Regions from separate parts of the Hordeum vulgare genome. Here region 2 is linked to region 1. Evidence: chromatin contacts called from public Hi-C data. All regions are on one chromosome and are shown on one strand. The core of a region is the stretch at or near the end of the contact, and the rest is flanking DNA. Distances in the headings are between cores, read along the strand shown. Region 1 holds the start of LOC123405092 (putrescine hydroxycinnamoyltransferase 3-like). Region 2 holds the start of LOC123404307 (phospholipase A1-Ibeta2, chloroplastic-like).

Region 1 (4,231 bases), core at 1,602-4,101:
TGCCGATGATAGTGCAAGCCGTGTACTACAAGGTGTTGCAGCGGCAGAAAGACGAGTTGGAGGCGGCAGAGGCGGAAGCTGCATACGCGGCGGCGATGACACCTTGAGCGCGGATGCCCGAATTGCCGGTCCGGAAGGGCAGAGAGACTACCAGACTGATATTATTTTGTGATCGGCCATATAGAAACTTAAGGTTTTTATCATTTATGCCACTAGTTGTGTCCCACTACACATTTTTTTCATTAATGGTTACAATGAGTCTTTGGATGCCGATGATCGTGCAAGCTGTCTGCTACAAGGTCTTGCAGCGGCAGAAAGACGAGTTGGAGGCGTCGGAGGCGAAAGCTGCATACGCGGCGGAGATGACACCTTGAGCGCGGATGCCCGGACTGCTCATTCGGCAGGGCATAAAGACGTTTATGGGGATCGAGTTAGATCCACACTTTATCGTACTCGCATAGAGGGTAGTTAACCTTTAGTCCATGTGTATTTCTGTCATTATAACATGGTAAACGAGTTTTAAGCTGACAATAATGATGTCTAATGGCTTTTTAGCAGTTAATATTCCTAGTGACAAAACTGAGTAATGGAACACAATTAGTGACATAAATGATAAAAGACCAAAAAAATAAGCATACTTACCTCATTTTGGTTGTGATCGGGCTTATGATCTGGCGCTTGTGTGATCCAAAATCGGCGTTTATTTGAATTTAAAATTCACTTAACATTAGATGGCGGTCTCCGGCATAAGTGTCCGTGGAATGGTCCCCTATTCGCGGAGGAGAGAATTTGCAGGTCAACATTGGAGATGACTTAAGAACGACAAATCAGACAAAAAATATTTTTTGCAAAAAAATTATCATACTTGCAAACTAAATTTGTGCAGATATAAATTGTCACCGAAAAAAAGTTGAATTTGCATGTCTAAAATAAGCTTCAACGAGGTGAACTTGGCTAAATCCAAAGGTAAACCCTTCGTGTCTACACGCCGGCCGAAGGCCGGTCGCTTGGTCGCGCTAGCCGCTGGCGGGTGGGACCCTGCATTAACTTCTTTGACGCGGTCCACTTCCTTTCCGTGGATGGCCGACCAACGCGGGTGGTCGAGGAAGACATACGTGACTGTTGGGGCGACGAGCGCTGCTGTCGGGGGCAATTGGGTTGACGAGAGCGAGCGACGCTATGGCCGGAAAGTGCGGCAAGGACACATCAGCGCTGCTTCTAAAAAAAGTTGTTGCCACGGATTTTGCTACATGCTTTAACCGGCATTGCATTTTGCTAGAATCTGTATCAAATTTTTCTACAAGTGACATCACATTTTGCTACATCACACAACCCACGTTGCGGTTTTGCTACAACTAGCATATTTTCTGGGAAACATTCTTTTTCATCCGACTGATCTACGCGATGCGTAAGCCGGCTCGTGCGATTGACACGCGTCCCATGGCTTGGGCCCATGCACCGCTATCCCTCTTCCTTATCTACGCAGCGAACCGCACAGCCACTCGCATTTTTCTCCTCGTCTATATCCTTCGTCTTCCTCCTCCGATTTTTTCTCTATCCTTTGCCCCCACTTCCTCTACTCCTGTCCGCTGCTCGAAAACAAAGGGACGGTCACCGCTCCCCGCAATGAATGCATGGGGCAACAATTGTCACTAGAGGATGCAGCGCTCGGCGGCGGCTTGTCGAGCTGCGACTGCGGCTCATGGCGTTGCAATAGAGTGCTCGTTGCAGACTCCCAGCGCTGCAATGGAGCGCCCGATGGCTCCTAGCGACTCCCTGCACTGCAATGGAGCTCCCAGCGTGGCAATGGAGTAGCCACTAGCAACTCCCAGCGTTGCAATGGAGCGCTCCCGGTGACTCCCTGCGCTGCAAATGGAGCTAGCAATCGGCAGAGGCCGGTGGCGCTGCGACGGAGCTCACAACGCTGCAATGGAGTGGTTGCCGGCAACTCCCGGTGTTGCAATGGAGCTGCCGTCGTTGCAATGAAGCTTTGTCGACGCATCGCCGGGTCGTTAGGCTGCAATGAAGCTCCATCGGTGCTGCAATGGAGCTTCACTGGTCTCGGCGGTGCTCGGTTGTAGGCTTCGTCTCGCTGCTGGTGTTGCTAAGGAGCTTCGTGGAGGCTTAATGTTGCCATGGACAACACATGCAGCTTCTGGTGCAGCTCCATATCGGATGTTCACCAACGCCAGGTCGAACGGCTGGCTAGGCGGATGATTTCCTCGAAAAATCATCCGCCCTTATCCGTAGCAGACATCATATTTTTTTGCTGCAACCGACATTAAATTTTGCTACATCATCATAACTGAGTTGTGACCCACGATGAAAAATTACTACAACCATTGTATTATTTTGTTACATCCCGCATTCTTTTTTGTTGAAACCAACACTACCATGAGACTGTCACATGAAGCCATCGAAGTCGCTACCATGAGGCCATCTCCGCCCGAGCTACGACCATATTCACCGGAGCGATGACCGCCACCGTCGGAGCTATGAGCTACAAGTGTTGCCTCGCGGAGCTGCAACCGCGGGGTGCACCTGTTGCATGGGTGAGCGAGCGACGAGGACAGCCGACGAGGATCGTGATCGATGACGAGGCCGGCCGGTGAGGGCCGCGACTGTCGACCGGCGACGAGGACGGTCGATGAAGACCGCGATCAACAAAGGCGATGTTCATATATAAAGCACGAGCGCCATACGAGATCGACAAGATTTAGAAGGAGGACGTACTTCGTTCAAACATAGGAAGAGGAAGAAGGCGTAGTGGATCGGACGGCTACAGTCCATATGGCTGCTGCCGACCGGCCCAAATTTAGGCGCGCCTAGTACTGCCCAAATCCAAACACACCGTGGATGTGCTTGCCCTAGCATGCTGATACGCATTGCCATCCTCACCCGTAGCATTTAATTGGAAAAATTCAGTTGTACTTGCACCATCGGAAGGCAAAGCCCATATAAATACGGGACCTCCTCTGTGCCAGACATCCACCAAGTAGTACAGCAAGTGTACCGTCGACGAGCCGTGAACCCACTACCATCGAGGCGCACGCAGCCGACCGAGCTCCAAGAATGGCAGCCACTCCGGCGTCACCACAGGTGCACATCGAGTCCGTGCAGACGGGCTTGCCGACCCGCCTCGTCGAGCCCGACAGGACGCGCGTCATAGCCGTGGCCGCGCCGCCGCTCCCGGCGACCGCGCTGCAGCGGCGCCTCCGCGCGGTTTTCTACTACCGCGGCGACGACGCGCCGCTGGAGGAAGGCATATGGGTAAAGGAGTCGCTGGGCGAGGTGCTGTGCTTCTTCCCGGAGATGGCGGGCAGGCTCCGGCGGCACGCCGACGGGTCGTGGGAGGTGAAGCTGAACGACGCCGGGGTGAGGTTCCAGCAGGCAACTGTGGAGGTGACCATGGAGGATTTCCTGGCGGACAAGGAGCGGCCGCGTAAGGAGGCAGCGCTGGCGCCGTGGGTGGACGTGAGCGCCGAGGATCCTGATATGTGCTCGCTCCTCTTCATGCAGGTATATGCACGCACCAGCTTCTGATTTTTTCTCAACAAATGGCTATTTTTCGAACTGTTAGATCAACGTCTAACCATTATTGTTCTCGTATACCGTATGATTTACAAAAATAGACACAAACATCTTGCTAAATTTGCACAGGTCATATGGATTGATAAAAAAACTTTTAGTACTGAGAATTACAAAAATATTTATGATGAAAGGTATTATCAAAAATAAAAGTTAGGCCACAGAAACAAGTTGGGTATAATCCAGGACCAGGGGTTTTACGGGTTGAATGCTAACATACACATGACAAACATAAAGAAAAGAGATACAAGTCACTCACAGTGACAGTCCGGTAACTCGTTTACCGGCGTATACGTAAGAGTGCCCGTGTTTCTTTAACCTAGACCAACCAAGAACTCACCAACACAGTCGAGAATCCTTCCCTCCTTGCCCAGTATAGCGACGTGACACTGGTATAGTCCGTGAGCTCCCCCTGCCAGACAGAAATGACACCCATTTTATTTTACCCACCTTTAATCTGAGGCTGCTCATAATGAGGAGTAACATATATTAATATCATGCATATGTTACTATTGTATGATACTACCTTCATAGTGCATAGTATCATAGCATTTATTGACATGCATGATACATAGTAGCATAACATTTAATATGGTACGGTATCTACCTATGTTACTATAATCCTTTTTTTTAATTACTTACC
Region 2 (4,620 bases), core at 354-2,853, 820 kb before region 1:
GCCGGGCCCACGTCGGGGCGCAGGCACGGCGAGTTCTTGCTGTCGATGCGCAGCTCCGCGCCCACGTGCTGATACTGCTCCTTGCTCAGCGGCAGCCGCGGCGCCACCCCGGGCACCTTGGTCACCATGTCGCCGGCGTTGACGATGCGGAGGACGTTGACCTTGCCGCTCTGCTTCAGCTTTTCCACGAACGCGGCGTTGCCCACCTTGGGGCCGCCGAAGGAGACCACGGCGACCGGCGGGGCGTCGGGTACGGTGGTGGCGATCTCGTCGGCCACCAGGAGCGCCAGCGCGCCGCCGAGGCTGTGCCCGACGATCGTGATGCTCAGCTCCTCGCCCTTGTACTTCTCCATGAGGCGTCTCACCTCGTCCATGACGTCCTGCGAGAGGCTATTCACCTTTTCCCCGGCCGTCTTGTAGAGGCTCCGGAATCCGCGCGCCACCTTGGGGTCCTCCGGTCCGGCCTGCTTGCCCTCGCCGGTCTCGCCGTCGAGGGGCACGAGCGAGGCGCGCAGGTTCTCGGCCCACTCGAGGCAGGTGGCCGTCCCGCGCAGCACGATGGCGATGTCCCGGCGGCCCATGCGGGCGACCTCCCGCTCGGACTCGCACACGGCGACGTAGCCGATCCAGTTGGACTGCTGCGTGAGCCACTCGGGGGTGTTGGGGCGCTTGGCCCACGGCGGCATGGAGAGCGCGGAGGTGGCGAAGAGGCTGCGCGTGGGGCGGTAGGAGCGGTCCGGGAGCATGAGGCCACGGTGCCTCGCCGCGGCGGTGGGCAGCGAGTGGAAGGCCTGGTACGCCGCCTGCACGAAGTCGCCGTAGCGGAGGAGCTCGCGGCGGAGGTCGGAGTCGAGCGGGTCGAGGAGTCCGGCCCAGCCGCCCTCCCCGTGGAGGCTGCGCCACCGGGGGCCGATGGTGCTCCTCGGGGAGGCGCGCGGGGAGTCGGCCGAGAGGAGCTGCTGCATGTGCATGAGGCTGCGCGGCGACATGTGCTCGTCCGCGGCCATGCGCGCCCGCATCCCGGGCATGGGCACGAAGAAGGATAGGTTGAGCGCGTTGAGCAGGCCGTGCCTGATGTTGAGCGGTTCCTGCTCGCTCTCCTGCTCCTGCTTGCTGCTGGGCGGCCCCGCCTGGCTCGGCGTCCTCGGCGGCTTCCCGAGCACGCGGTCAAGGTTGGCGATGTGGGTCCTCACGCCTCCGTCCGCGGCGGGCGAGGCCCCGGACCCGGCGGCGCGCAGCGCCTGCGAGCCCGGGTTGAGCGGCGACTGCTCGCGCCGCCCCGCCGCGCGCTGCGTGGAGGCGTGGTGTGGCGGGTGGTGCACGGGCGCATGCACCGCCGCGGTGGCGGTTCCGGTGACGGCCGCGGCAATTGACATCGGCTGCTCCGTAAACAGCAGGTTAGGTTATGTATGATGTAGCAGGATCAACTACCCCTACTACTCCCGATCGCAAGCCTCCGATTCCGAGCTACGACTAGTAGTAAATAAGCGAGATGAGAGACACACCATGTCTGGCTCGAGCTATATAGCGGGGAGGGGGAAGGGTCCAGACTCAAGAGCCCCGCAGGTCAATTATTAATTGTTGAGCGGGGAGCGCAGCAAAGTGGTTGGTCACAAGTTGCCATGCGCTTTGACGTCGCGATACCATGGCCACCCCAGCGTGCGACAAGGTCGCCGGTGCGGGTGCGGTGCGCTGGCCCGCGCACAGAGACTCGGCTAGAGCCCACCGCGTGCCGAGCCGAGTGCCGGCGTGTGCGTGGGGAATAGTCTATCTAATTCTACTCCGTAGTACGCCTCTCTGCATCTGCATGCGTGGCCAGCTTGCCAGCCTCCCCGAGATGCGGTGTCGATTGTACGTGTACGGAAGAGTAGTCTAATGGCGGTTAAGCGTGCGTAGTTAACCACGCGGTGCCCGGGGTTGGATTTTCGTGGATTGACCAAGACGAAGGAAGCACACCATGTCGACGTCCTCCCCAGTTGCCCGGTTCTTTTAGTATTTGTCGAGCCCTTCCCTTCCCTTCCCTCGCATGTGGTTTCCGGTCTTGGTCCAGCGGCTTCGGCTTCACACTGACACCGGTCGTCATGACCTCCTCCTCCCGGTTTGGATGCGTGCACTGTTGACCGCGGGTGCTATTAACTAGTCCGCAACAAAGCTCTGGTACGGGATTATAATGGTTTTGTTAATGAGTTAGTCAAACCTACCGTGTATATCGCTATTGTTTTCTCCGTATGGTGATCCGATCTCCTCTCTACTCCGGCGAGTGTTGATGGCGGGAGTCTTTCATGAGAAACGAGCAGGGTTCCACACCATAGCACGAGAGGCTTCGTTGACAGTCCATTTTTTTCTTGAGTAAGGACATTAACGAGTCCGCAACAACGCTCTAGTACGGGATTAGGGCATCTTCAATCAATGGCTGTAAAATAGTTGTTGGTAAACTTTGACACCTAGAATATACGATGATGTGATAATACATAAATAAAAAAAAGAAGTAAATTGTATGTAGATTAACCAACAGCTCTTGCACAAGTTACATGGTTACATAAAGAGCAATTGCATTTATTCCCTCTTCTCTTATTGGATAATTTAGATGAAACCATTGACGTAGTTGTATGATCCCTTGTTGGTTGATGACATGAACAATTTTACCAACAAGATTACATACAAACTATTGGAGATGCCCTTATAATGGTTTTGCTAATTTCTTAGTCAAACCTACCGTGTATGTTAGGAGCCCCTCCTACATGGGCCACACATGGGTCTTGTTCGTCCAGCAACCAACACGACTACAAGTAATTAAAGGAAGACGACGAGGATGGATTACTCAAGAAAAAAAAGACGACGAAGAGGGTATCCAATGGATCAACGAACCGACGACGGTGGCTATCTTCTTCCCCTTCATTTTCTCTTCTCTTATCTCTCCTCTTCTCTGTAATATCTTCAATTCATTTGTAACTCGGTTCCTATATCAGATTGTGAGTGTGTCAGAACTATAAAAGAGAGAAGATATATCTAGCACCTTACGTCTCGTATTGTTGACACACGAACATATCACGTGTACCCTCGACATTGCGGCTGATGCACCGTAACTCACGTCGAAGAAGACCCGACCGACACCGCGATAGGCAAGACAGTCGACGGATGCTTTTGAAAACCCGAAGCCCCACACGCCCGGGAGAGACCCTGTCAACGAGTGCGGCGGATATGGGCTGTCCTTGGTCGATTCACTCGCCCCTAGCCTTGGGATTCGCAGATCTCAAACTCGAGGAACAACGAAGAACGAGAGATCAAAACGATGGAGAGATAAACGTAGATGAAAATGTAGTATATTGATGTTTCGATTGTGTGTTGTTTCAATCAGCGATCACCTTCAATATATATACGAGGAAGTTGGACTTCCTGTACAAGCAAAGGATCCATCTAGGCTTTTCATAGAAGAAAATTACATCAAATCACGTACTAGACTCCTAGTTCTAGTCTAACTCGGTTTCAACCCCAAATTTGGCCCAAATTCTTGTCTTGGTCCTTGCGCGGCCCATAGAATCTTTTACACCCTCCGATTGAGACGATTTATATATCAAAATTTACCAGATCGACGATTCAAACAATTATTTTGTTGATCACTTTTTCAAATAAGGCCATCTTCAATACTCTGCGAGGTCATATTCAACTCCCAGTCGGATTCGGCCACACGACTGACTGTACTGCCTGAAATTTATATCGTTTCTGCAGGCTGCATACCATCTCCGATGACGATGACTCCAAAAGATAAGTTAACCGCCTTGATGATACGCACAACTCTCTTCTTGAACCCTTTTCCATATCAAGATATCTAGACAACATTTTGGACCTATCTTTCAGCTTCCAATTGGATATTGGCCAATGTCACTCGGATTCAAACCTTTTCAATCGGATATTAGGATCCTTCACTCGGATCGTACGATCATATTTCTTCATCCTAATAATATGATTTCACCTGGACAACAAGCTTTTCATCCGCCCTACATCTTCTCACTTGGCCGGCAATCTTCACTCGACCGTCAAACTTTTCACTCGGATTCCCGACTAAAACTTCAGCCTGATCTGGTTTTGTCCCTCCAGGTCACATACGAACTCGGATTGAGATGACATATATATCAAAATCGATCGACTCGACGAGATGAAGCTTTTTTCCCATTCAAGTTCATCTTGAGGGCATAATAGCTCACGTGTTGTACCAGACACTTATCAACATGTGTCTCATGTCAAGCGTAATATTTTGATCTTGGTTCGGGCCAGACCTTATTGACTGGAACTTCTGCATACGAACTCGGGTTGGGATGGTATATATCAAGATCGATCACTTCGACGAGATGAAGGCAACCCATGTAGAGACATTACTCATCTGAGGTCGTCTTGGAGGTGTAATTGGTCGAACATCACTAGGGAAGTTAAATTCTAGCATTTGGAATACACTTTCGGCCCTTAAGATGAAATTGGACAACGATGGCCTAGAAATCAAAAAAATTCTATTTGGCATTGTAAAACCTTTTCATTTTGAACACCTTTTCATTCGAGGCTATCTTAATTGTATTTTGCACCGTGCCAAAATCAGGTGTCAAGACGTATCAGAGCCAGTCACCA

What was found. Hi-C and Micro-C count contacts between places; a contact is called where the count stands out from the background.
Region 2: a contact with region 1 is called in a Hi-C map of seedling, with 2.2 times the contacts expected there. The contact joins the promoter of LOC123404307 here to the promoter of LOC123405092 in region 1. A contact is called at or near these places in 2 of 6 Hi-C or Micro-C datasets (leaf and seedling).

The regions. Positions count from the first base shown.
Region 1 is chr6H:406,153,158-406,157,388 of MorexV3_pseudomolecules_assembly, reverse strand. LOC123405092 (putrescine hydroxycinnamoyltransferase 3-like) reads left to right here and starts at 2,851. Exons shown (of 2, transcript XM_045098930.1): 1 at 2,851-3,519. The coding sequence starts at 3,073.
Region 2 is chr6H:406,971,853-406,976,472 of MorexV3_pseudomolecules_assembly, reverse strand. LOC123404307 (phospholipase A1-Ibeta2, chloroplastic-like) reads right to left here and starts at 1,603. Exons shown (of 1, transcript XM_045098234.1): 1 at 1-1,603. The coding sequence starts at 1,376.